2 separate regions of the Zea mays genome follow, and region 2 is linked to region 1. Evidence: chromatin contacts called from public Hi-C data. All regions are on one chromosome and are shown on one strand. The core of a region is the stretch at or near the end of the contact, and the rest is flanking DNA. Distances in the headings are between cores, read along the strand shown. Region 1 holds the start of LOC100272413. Region 2 holds the start of LOC100191349.

Evidence for each region. A called contact is a pair of places that touch in the nucleus more often than the background predicts.
Region 2: a contact with region 1 is called in a Hi-C map of root tip, with 5 times the contacts expected there. The contact joins the promoter of LOC100191349 here to the promoter of LOC100272413 in region 1. A contact is called at or near these places in 5 of 25 Hi-C or Micro-C datasets (ear, leaf, root tip and 1 more).

The regions. Positions count from the first base shown.
Region 1 is chr7:89,898,536-89,903,806 of Zm-B73-REFERENCE-NAM-5.0, reverse strand. LOC100272413 reads left to right here and starts at 2,887. Exons shown (of 4, transcript NM_001146891.1): 1 at 2,887-3,282; 2 at 3,858-3,975; 3 at 4,124-4,326; 4 at 4,411-5,271. The coding sequence starts at 4,448.
Region 2 is chr7:90,141,844-90,147,114 of Zm-B73-REFERENCE-NAM-5.0, reverse strand. LOC100191349 reads left to right here and starts at 2,855. Exons shown (of 2, transcript NM_001136783.2): 1 at 2,855-2,996; 2 at 3,815-5,107. The coding sequence starts at 3,832. The coding sequence ends at 4,836.

The DNA of each region.
Region 1 (5,271 bases), core at 1,638-4,137:
CGTCGGAGGAGCGCTGGAGCCTTGCGGAAGGACAGCTGTCGGGGCTGTCGAGTCCTTGCTGACGTCTCCTTGCTTCCGTAAGGGGCTGAGAGCCGCCGTCGTCATGGAGCACGCGGGGCGCCATCATTATTTGTTTACCGGGACGAGCTAGATGGGACGTCGATCTTGTTTCCCGTAGCCTGAGCTAGCTAGGGGTAGGGTAATGATGGCCCTTCCTGTGACGTGGTCGGTCCGAGCCCTAGGTCGGGCGAGGCGGAGGCTCCTCCAAGGCCGAGGTCGAGTCCGTCTTCTGAGGCCGAGGCTGAGTCCGAGCCCTGGGCTCGGGCGAGGCGGAGTACGTCGTCTTCCGGAGCCGAGGCTGAGTCCGAGCCCTGGGTCGGCGAGGCGGAGTTCGTCGTCTTCCAGAGCCGAGGCTGAGTCCGAGCCCTGGGTCGGGCGAGGCGGAGTTCGTCGTCTTCCGAAGCCGAGGCTGAGTCCGAGCCCTGGGGTCGGGCGAGGCGGAGTTCTTCGTCTTCCAGAGCAGAGGCTGAGTCCGAGCCCTGGGGTCGGGTGAGGCGGAGTTCGTCGTCTTCCGGAGCCAAGGCTGAGTCCAAGCCCTAGGGTCGGGCAAGGCGGAGTTCGTCGTCTTCCGGAGCCAAGGCTGAGTCCGAGCCCTAGGGTCGGGCGAGGCGAAGTCCATCTTCCGAGGCCGAGACGGGGGGCCGAGCCCTGGGGTCGGGCGAGGCGGAGCTTCCTATGGCGCCCGAGGCCGGACTTGGCTGCTGTCAGCCTCACTCTATCGAGTGGCACAACAGTCGGAGTGACGCAGGCGGCGCTGTTTTCTTGTCAGGTCGGTCAGTGGAGCGGCGAAGTGACTGCGGTCACTTCGGCTCTGTCGACTGAGGAGCGCGCGTCAGGATAAGGTGTCAGGCCATCCTTGCATTAAATGCTCCTGCGATATGGTCGATTGGCGTGGCGATCTGGCCAAGGTTGCTTCTCTGCGAAGACTGGACCTTGGGGGAGCCGAAGGTGTGTCCGTTGCTCGAGGGGGGCCTCGGGCGAGACGTGAATCCTCCGGGGTCGGCTGCCTTTGCCCGAGGCTGGGCTCGGGCGAGGCGAGATCGTATCCCTTGAGTGGACTGAGCCTTGACCTTAATCGCGCTTATCGGGCCTTTGCAGCTTTGTGCTGATGGGGTTACCAGCTGAGATTAGGAGTCTTGGGGGTACCCCTAATTATGGTCCCCGACAAGCTGCTAACCAAAAATTCAACCGAAAACTCAGTTTGTATATAAAATTTTTTTTTTTGTTAAGGTACAGATTGAACCAACTCAAACATGAAATAAAAAAAAAACTTAAGGAGTTGTATGTACATTGTTTATAGATGAGGAGAGTAATTTAGACTCTTCCTTTTGTTTATAAAATGCTACCCAGATTCACTTTTGAGATTTGGAAGAGTTTTTTCATATAAAAGACAACAAATGTTCGGAGCATGCCATGTTTGGAAGGTAACTCCAGCTGGTTGCATGACAGTCTGAGGCCTATCGTGTCATGTTGCATGATGACAGTGGATACGCAGTCGCAAAGACCAGTCCAAGAGGCTCAAAAACGCATACCGAACTTTTTGGCGAGCCAGCGTGTGAACATGGATGCATGCGTGGAGCGGAGGGCGCACCGAAACAAAACCCCTATTGAGGAAAGTGCGGCTCACCTCACCTTTGTGCGGCTGCTTCTCGACGCCTTTCAAACAGACATGGAATATCTATAGAGATGAACACTAAAGCGACTAGGGAAAAATTTTTGCGTAATAAAACTTGTTGGGTAATCGTTATACAATTAAACTACCAAAAACAATAAAAAGTCATTGATCCACTTTATTATTTATCTTACTAATGTATTAAAATTTAACCTCTCTAAATTTAAGATATGTAAAAAAGAGAAAATTCAACTATTTTTAATTCGTAATATTAAATAGTTTTTTGGTCTTGTAACATAAGGTGAAATAGAGTTTAACATTTGATATGTTGATAGAGTGAATAACAAAATACATCTATAAATGCTTTAAGACTTTTTTTCCCTGATTTTCGATAGTTTGATTGCATGCCGATCATAAAAAAACTTGATTACACAATGATTTGTGTCAAGTGAAGAGAACTTGGTATCGATACGATACATATCGTTACGGATGTTTATTGTTTTATTTTAGTTTGATAAAAAAGAACAATAATAGCAAGCCTTTTCGTGAAAAGTGTATTAGTTTTTGAAAAAAAACACTTTGTTTTTTTATTAAAAAATTACGGCAGTTAACGTATTTTAAAATACAGAAGAAGAATCAGAACATCATTATCGTAGAATTTTGGAAATCCAGCAATGCTACAATTGGTTCCAGGTAGTCTAGTACCTGGTATCAGCTGATATAAATAAATATAGACATTAATGGTAAATCCGGGTACACAGGACGGCGTACCCGTGGGATTTTGCGGTACGCCCAGGCCCAGGCGGCATTACCATTATTATTACTATTATTTGTTGTTATATAATTTACTGTGCCTGCGCCATCGCCTCACACGTTTCGTCTCCCTGCACCGCTCCTCCTCATCGTCGTCTCCCCACCTGACCTGACCCGACCGAACCGACCCGACCACTCCTCCCCTGCTCTTCCGCCCCAAGCAAGACCCATTAAACCCCCTCGCCCTCTCCTTTCGGGGCTCATCTCGCCTCTCCCCCGTCCCCTGCCTGGACCCTCCCGATCCGCCTCTCCTCGGATTCCGGGTGGTTCCCATTCCATCGACGTACCCCCTAGTATTCACTGCTTCGGTGTTGTGGGCTCCGTAGATCGACGTGGCACCAGAACTATCGTAAGTGCTGTGCTCTCTTCTCTACCCGGTCAGTTGCTTCTTCTTGTTCGGGCGAGAATTGCGTTTCGATTTTCCTTTGATTCTGCGATCTAGTGTTTTTCGGGTTATTTCTTTTCATGGTATTTAATTTTCTCTGGGCATTATACGTCGGTGACAACGTAATACTTCTCTGTTTTTTTTACATCTATGAAACCAATCAATTTCTCGTGGGAATAGAAAAAAAAAGATAGCAGCTTTGTTTCTCCTATGGTCTGGTTCACATCGGGCCTATTTCTGATTCTTCTCTCTATTTGATTGATCCGCAGCGCGCTAGCTGTTGATTTATGTCGCCTGCTCTGCTGCCGCTCCATGGTTCTGAGCTCACGTCGTCAGCATCCTCTTCTTGCTCCTTTCTCCAGCCTGGGCAGGGGGGCGCCAGAGACTGCGGGTTTCGCTTCAGGATCTCAGGGTAATATAACTCGCTGTTCGATTGGCTGGTTGTTTCACACCAAGGATTCAATCTGCTCTGCTACTCTCTTCCATCCAGTCACCAGTTTATATACATAGAGATTAGAGAGTGGCTATGGTATCTGTTGTCTCTCTGTCCGACATTAATAATAGGGTTAATTGTATACATGCCACTCAAACCCTTAATAGTAATGTATGGCAGCGCAGCCCCTTGCTAATTTGTTCAATGTTGTCAGCATGATTTTTCTTATCCGCGCTCCTTAAAAATGTTTGGTCATCTTACAGCTGTAAATATAATACTAATATGGAAGTTGCCATGACTCAACTGATCAATTTCTTACCATGTACAGTAATTGCGTTCTCTACTATTCACGTTAATTCCCACATTTGGCAATAACCAGCTCACAATGCGTCGAAACGTTTTCATAACTGAATCTCCCGTTTCCTATGATATGATATGACCATCAAAATGCCACCTTTTGGTTTGGCATGCAAAGATGGAGGTTTACATAAGTAAATATTGTTCCGTTTATTTGAATTTGGAAAGTTTCCTCTAGTAATGCACAATGGTTTCAGATTTGGATTTGGGGTGAAGTACTCTGGGTTTCTACATTTAGGCCCTCGCTTCCTACTTTGCCGCACCTGAGATAGTAAAAGAGTTCAAGAATCCCCCCCAAATCACAGTCAGTCTTGGGTAAGTGTTTAACTACAAGGACATATTTCTTGAATTATTTATCAATTGTATCTGCTGTTTTTACTGTCACAAAGATTTCCCTTTTTCAAAACTTGATTGAAGCAGGTGCATCATCTTACAATCTTGTCTGGTTTGTATATTCTATCAGGTCTGGTTTGGGTGGATTTCATTACGTTTCCTCCAAGTTCAAACAGCCAGCAGGATTTCCGAGTTGAGTCTGAAGATCTTCGCTTTTCCGGTTTCCATCAGAAGTTAGAGAGAACCCCTATTCTGATTTGCCAGATTCCATCTGTGCTGCAGTTCTTGCGCAGTTCAAGAGACTGCCCCAACTTTATCCAAAAAGTTTCCTCCGTATGTAAACATGTATCCTATTCAACATACGTGAAACTGTAACCTTACATTTTTATATTTCAAACTAACCTAACCTGTCTGCAGGTCTCATTTGTGGTCAATCTGGAAGCGGTGTGTCAAGATGCGGCCCTCGGTGCAGAAGGTCCGCATTTTCTGTTCTGATCCTGATGCTACTGACTCATCTGATGATGAAGATGGCCAGATCATCGCAGTGAAGAAAATGGTTATGGAGATACTAGTCCCAGTGACAAACTCGAAGACATCTAATAGTCTGAAGACCCTTGTGCCGTGTGGAGCAAAGGACCTGGAGGTTTCAGAGAAGAAGGGTAAATCAAGCAGGTTCCGTGGCGTGCGCAGGCGACGCTGGGGTCGATGGGCAGCCGAGATTCGTGATCCTGTGAGAAAAACCAGGAAGTGGATTGGCTCGTATGACTCTGAGGAGGCTGCTGCTGCGGCATATCAGGCGTATGCAAAACAGATCCGTGAAGAGTTGCTAGCCATCAAGAACCAACGGTCTGTATCAGAACGTGCAGCTCTATCAAGTTCATCCTCGGTTTCTTGCGTATCTTCGTCTCCCCCATGTGAGCAGACAGGGCATGAACCGCAGACTAGAGTGCTCGTGGAGAAAGATCCTGAGCCTGTAGATGAAGTCTTTCTGAACTTCTCTCTCACACCCAAGGGGATTTCAATGGACGATTTGTTAGGACGGATAGATGAGATTCCTGTTTGTGACGACCCTGTCAGCCCAACTGATGAGCTTCCACTTGACAATTTCACGAGCCTGGAAGATGCATTCCCGATCAGCGATTTCATCGGTTCAAGAGATGAGCATCTGTATGAGCACTATATTGGCCTGGCTGACATTAGCCACCTGCCTCTTCCAATGGATGATCCAGCTTTCAATCTGGATGCAGAGCTTGATTGGAGTGGGTTTGACTTCGCTGC
Region 2 (5,271 bases), core at 1,606-4,105, 240 kb before region 1:
TTAGATGTCTAGCAATTTTCAAAATATGGTGCAACATTAAGGGTGATGTAGGGTAATATATTCCAGATAGTGCAACAGTTGAGTCATAGAATAACTAAAAGAAAGACAATAATTTTTCTGCAACAACCCAATGATTATCACTCAACAAACAAGACCCATCATCTTTGCCAGGATAATTAGTTCTAATCCACACATAGAAAGTGCTATGATAAGGAACTAAATGTTTAAGCATCAGGAATGTTGAATTCCATCTAACATCCATATCTACTCCAAATTTACGTGGTCTAACACCAACACTCATGCAATATTGTTTATAAGAAGCAATTCTTTGATTTGAAGAGTTTAAAAATGTTATAGCAGTCCTAAAGTCTTCAAGATATGGTTGTAAACGTTTCAAACAACTTTTAACAACCAGATTAATAATATGGCAAGCACAACGCTGATGCAAAAATATATTACTCAAATCACTCTCATTCCTAGTAGGTGCAGGTATCAAATGCCCAATATAACCAGCAAAGACAGGTTTCAGAACATCAATAGCAGTTTTGTTAGATGAGGCATTATCAAGCACAATGGCAAAAATCTTATCAGTAATGCTAAAGTCATTTGCAACCATTTCAACACGTTCAGCAATGTTAAGACCTGTATGAGCTACCTCTACAGGTCTAAGACCAAGTAATCTCTTTTCTAAACACCAATCAGAGTTCACAAAATGAGCAACAACACTTATATAGTCCTCTTTAGCTTTACCAGACCATATATCAGATGTCAAAGCAACAGATGAAACATGTTTAAGTACTTCAATCAGTTGTTCAACACGCTCATTAAACAGTCGGATCAAGTCTCTAGCAGTAGTTTGCCTAGAAGATTTAATAAACCTTGGATTGTGGGCATGGGTTATATACTCCTGAAAAGCACTAGATTCACCAAAACAAAGTGGCAGGTCTAGCCTAGCTATTAAACGACAAAGCTCAGTTCTAGCAACAGAAGGGGAATACTCCCAGTGATTAACAGGTCCATCTGCATTATATTTAAGCAAAGACTGTGTTTTTCCAGATCTGTCTTTTTCTTTCTTAGCAGGGCAAACATCCAGGTGTCGGATCAAATGGCCAGTTCCAGATGAAGATTTAGCAGACATGCTATTCTTGCAGTGAAGACAAATGGCAGATACTCTTACCTCCTTACCATTTTGAATCGCAGTTACCTCCTCAAAGTGCAGCCATACCTTAGAGGTCGGACCTCTCCTTCTAGAACGTTTACCAGGCATAGGGACAGAGGTGCTCGCGTCGGCCGTCGGGCTTGTGGAGCCCGTCCTCGTTTGTGCACCGGCGCCGTCCAGATCGATGGCACCAGCGGAGGTGGTACTAAGGAGGAGGCACCGGGCATCGTCTGCCTCGTTCTGCGCTTCAAGCCTCCGCTCCTCGATCACCGCATCAAGACTGAGCTCGTCGTCAGCCGAGACTGTGGACATGGCCACTGCCTCGGTCGGCTTCTCCGGCTCCTCACGGCGCGCGGCGCACACACACGGTGCACACCTCGACGAATCGAAGCAACAAGATCAAGAACAAGAAGACTAGGACTAGGATTAAGAGAGAGACGAGAGCAAGACCAAGAAAACCTTACCTGCAACACCGGAGCACCGGATCCACGAACCGGATGGCTGACGGTAGAGGCAGAGGAGCGAGCTTGGCGAAGATCGAGTTTTAGGGTTAGGGTTAGCGAGGGTCGATGGAGAGATGTAGAGAGTTCACAGAGAGGATGAAGCAAGAGAGGAGAGGAGCAGGAGGCGAGGACACCAGAGTTCACCGCTCCGTCGACACCGGAGGCGAGGACACCGAAGCCGAGTCGCCTGTCGCCGCCACGCGCCCACAGGAGACGGAGAGGCCGAGAGAGGAATAGTGGATGCTAGGGTTACGCGACGTCGACGCGACGGTACGAGCCGTGCCCTATACGCGTTTATTTGCGGATGTGGTTAACGGGTCGGCGTCGTGTCGCGTGTTACGTGGGCCATGCTCGTGCCTGCACCACGGGCCCACTTGGCAGCCCAAGCACGGCACGTGCACCGGGCCGGGCTGGCACGGGCACGCCGGCCGTCGTGCTGGGCCGGGCCTTTCCCGTGCTTGGGCATGCCGGGCGCCGGGCTACACCACGGGCCGGCCCGTTTTGGACATGTATACCTACAATCATATTAAACATTGAAGCTAAGACAACCACCCCACCTATGTCAGCGATTGATTTTGTGCGCTATTAAACCAGCTTTAGGTTGTGTCTAGCAGATTGTGTATATGATCGTGCAAAATAATGTTTTACACTGTAAATTGTGTTGTTTATGGAATAAAGTTTAAAATAAAGAATAAAATATGAGATAACATGGGTAATCTGCTGAAGATAACCTCTAAAAAATTACGACTATAAGAAAAGAAACTAGAATTACGGCTACAAGATACTATGATGGTTAAAACATTCAGCGAGGGGAAGGTATCAAGAAACAGGTATCAATGGATAGGTCGATTGTCGCTTTCATGTAGTTGATGAAATAAATACGCATTTTTGTACTTTAATAAATCAAATACTTCTAGATTTGACTAAATATATATGTAAAACCTATTAATCTTTATCATACCAAATAGATATTATTAAATTAATTATATTATATATTTTCATAACAAATATACCTACATATATTAATATTGATACAATTACATATAAATTTAGTGAAACCTGAGATTTTCTTACGAGATGGATTTTTTTTTGGATGGAGGTTCCTCTGACGTGTTGTAGTCTTACGGACACCTCGCGTTCAACTATTTTAATTGGATTTGAAGTTTCTTCCTTCTCCTCAAGTGGTGTTCACGTATAAACCAATCAGCTCCCGTCCCCGTCCCACACCACACACAGAGAAAGAGAAAGAGCCACGCATTGCACTTGGCTTGCACAAGCCCGGAGGAGCCCCAAACGCGGCGGCGGACGGAATGCGGCTGCGCCTGCCTCAGTCAGTACGCGTCTCTCACTCCCTCTCCCGTTCCTTCTCCCCGCACCGTTCGCCAGATCGTCTCTTCTCTCGGGACGGGCGCGCTCGGTCCAGGATCTGGAGGCAGGCGCTGCCTAATCAGTTCTTCCTTCGTTTCCTTTTTGTCCTTGGCAACACGCATCAAAGAAACCTGCAAAAAATCAGGCAGGTTTCGATTTGGGCCCAAATCTATCCTGATACAGTTGGTAGCTGACTGGCCGCGTGCTTGGAGCGCCAATATTTCCCCCAAACAATAGCGCCCTCCGTCCGCTTGTTGAAATCTTTATCCGGTGTGGAGTGGAGCTGCCGTTCAAACCTGTCATCTGATTACTTGGGTTGTTTTCCTTGCCGTTGAGCCTTGTGATGTGCAGTGAAGCCGCGAATTGTTTCATTACATTTGGATTTTTTTTAAGGCCTGGTGATCGAAACGATATAATACTTCATCTTCTATTTGGAGTTTCAGCTACTTGGGTGCCGTTTCTACATTGCAAGATTTGTCGGTGATAGTATATTCACGTTCGTACGCACATAATTCTACTGATATGGCAATACTCCCGGGCACATAATGATGTCAGTAAATTGTCTGAAATTTCAGAGAATTGGCCTGAAATCTTGCATCCTGTTGACCATTCCAACTTCTCCGCGTTGTTGATGTTGGTACCTTGAAATCTTTGTAGAACCAGTTAGCAATTCAACAAAAATGTTTGGTTATTTTATTTCAGAAGCAAAGCAGACTGCTGAGTAGCTGGACGGACATTGAACGAATCGGTCTGAATGCTTTGCTGACACCGAAACCTATTGCAGGTGAACATTCTGCTGTGATGGCGAAGGAGTACTACACTACGAGCAGCCTTGTGGTTGGGTACGCGCTGTGCTCGAGCCTGCTCTCGATCATCAACAAGTACGCCGTGACAAAGTTCGGTTTCCCAGGCCTCCTGACCGCTCTACAGTACTCGACATCCGCTGCTGGTGTCTGGATCCTCGGAAAGCTAGGCTTCCTCACACATGACCCCTTCAACCTGGAGACCGCAAAGAAGTTCGCGCCGGCGGCTCTCGTCTTCTACCTAGCCATATTCACCAACACGAACCTCCTCTGCCACGCCAACGTCGACACCTTCATAGTCTTCAGATCCCTGACCCCGCTCCTGGTCGCCATCGCCGACACGACGTTCCGGAAGCAGCCATGCCCTTCCAAGTTCACGTTCCTGTCCCTCGTGGTCATCCTGGGCGGAGCGGTCGGCTACGTGACGACGGATTCGGCGTTCAGCCTCACGGCGTACTCGTGGGCGCTCGCGTACCTGGTGACCATAACGACTGAGATGGTGTACATCAAGCACATCGTCACCAGCCTGGGGCTCAACACCTGGGGCTTCGTGCTCTACAACAACTTCCTCTCCTTGATGCTGGCCCCCGTGTTCTGGTTCCTTACAGGCGAGCACAGGTCGGTCTTCGCAGCGATGGAGTCCAGGGGCGAAGGCTGGTTTCAACTGGACGCCGTCGTGGCGGTGGCGCTGTCGTGCGTCTTCGGGCTGCTCATCAGTTTCTTTGGCTTCGCAGCCAGGAGAGCTGTATCGGCGACCGCGTTCACCGTGACCGGGGTCGTGAACAAGTTCCTCACCGTGGCCATCAATGTCATGATCTGGGACAAGCATGCCAGTGCGTATGGTTCGGTCTGCTTGCTGTTCACCATCCTCGGTGGGGTGCTCTACCAGCAATCGGTTACGGTGAAAGGAAACGGTGCAGTTGTGGCACAGCGTGAGCTGGTGCCCGAGCAACCTGAGGAGGTTGACGAGGAGAAACAAAGCTTAGTTTCTTCAGCTAAATAATACGGTGCAACGGATCACTTGCAATGATAGGATCCGTTTGCAGGTTTATTCTTTGGCCTTTGAATGGGCTCGTTTATGTGTCTGCGAAACAAACATGAGGGAATACTATACTAGTGGAAGTAGCACTTCCGTCAATGGAAGCCCTGCTATTGTTTGAATTTGCATCAAGATTGCAACGTTTTGTTCACTGCGAATGTGTACTTTAGCTGATAAAGGTGGTTCTTGATATTGCATATTTTTTTCCTTTACAAAAAAATATTTTTATGTGTCTAATGCCTCAGTTTATCTAGCGCAAATGTCCGCCTTTCAAATTTACTTTGTAAAATTACTTAAGCTACCTCCAGCAACTTATTTATCCTCGTACCAATATTCAAACTCAATTATACAAACAATGTCATATATAAACAAAATAGTGTTTTTGTGATCATATGGATG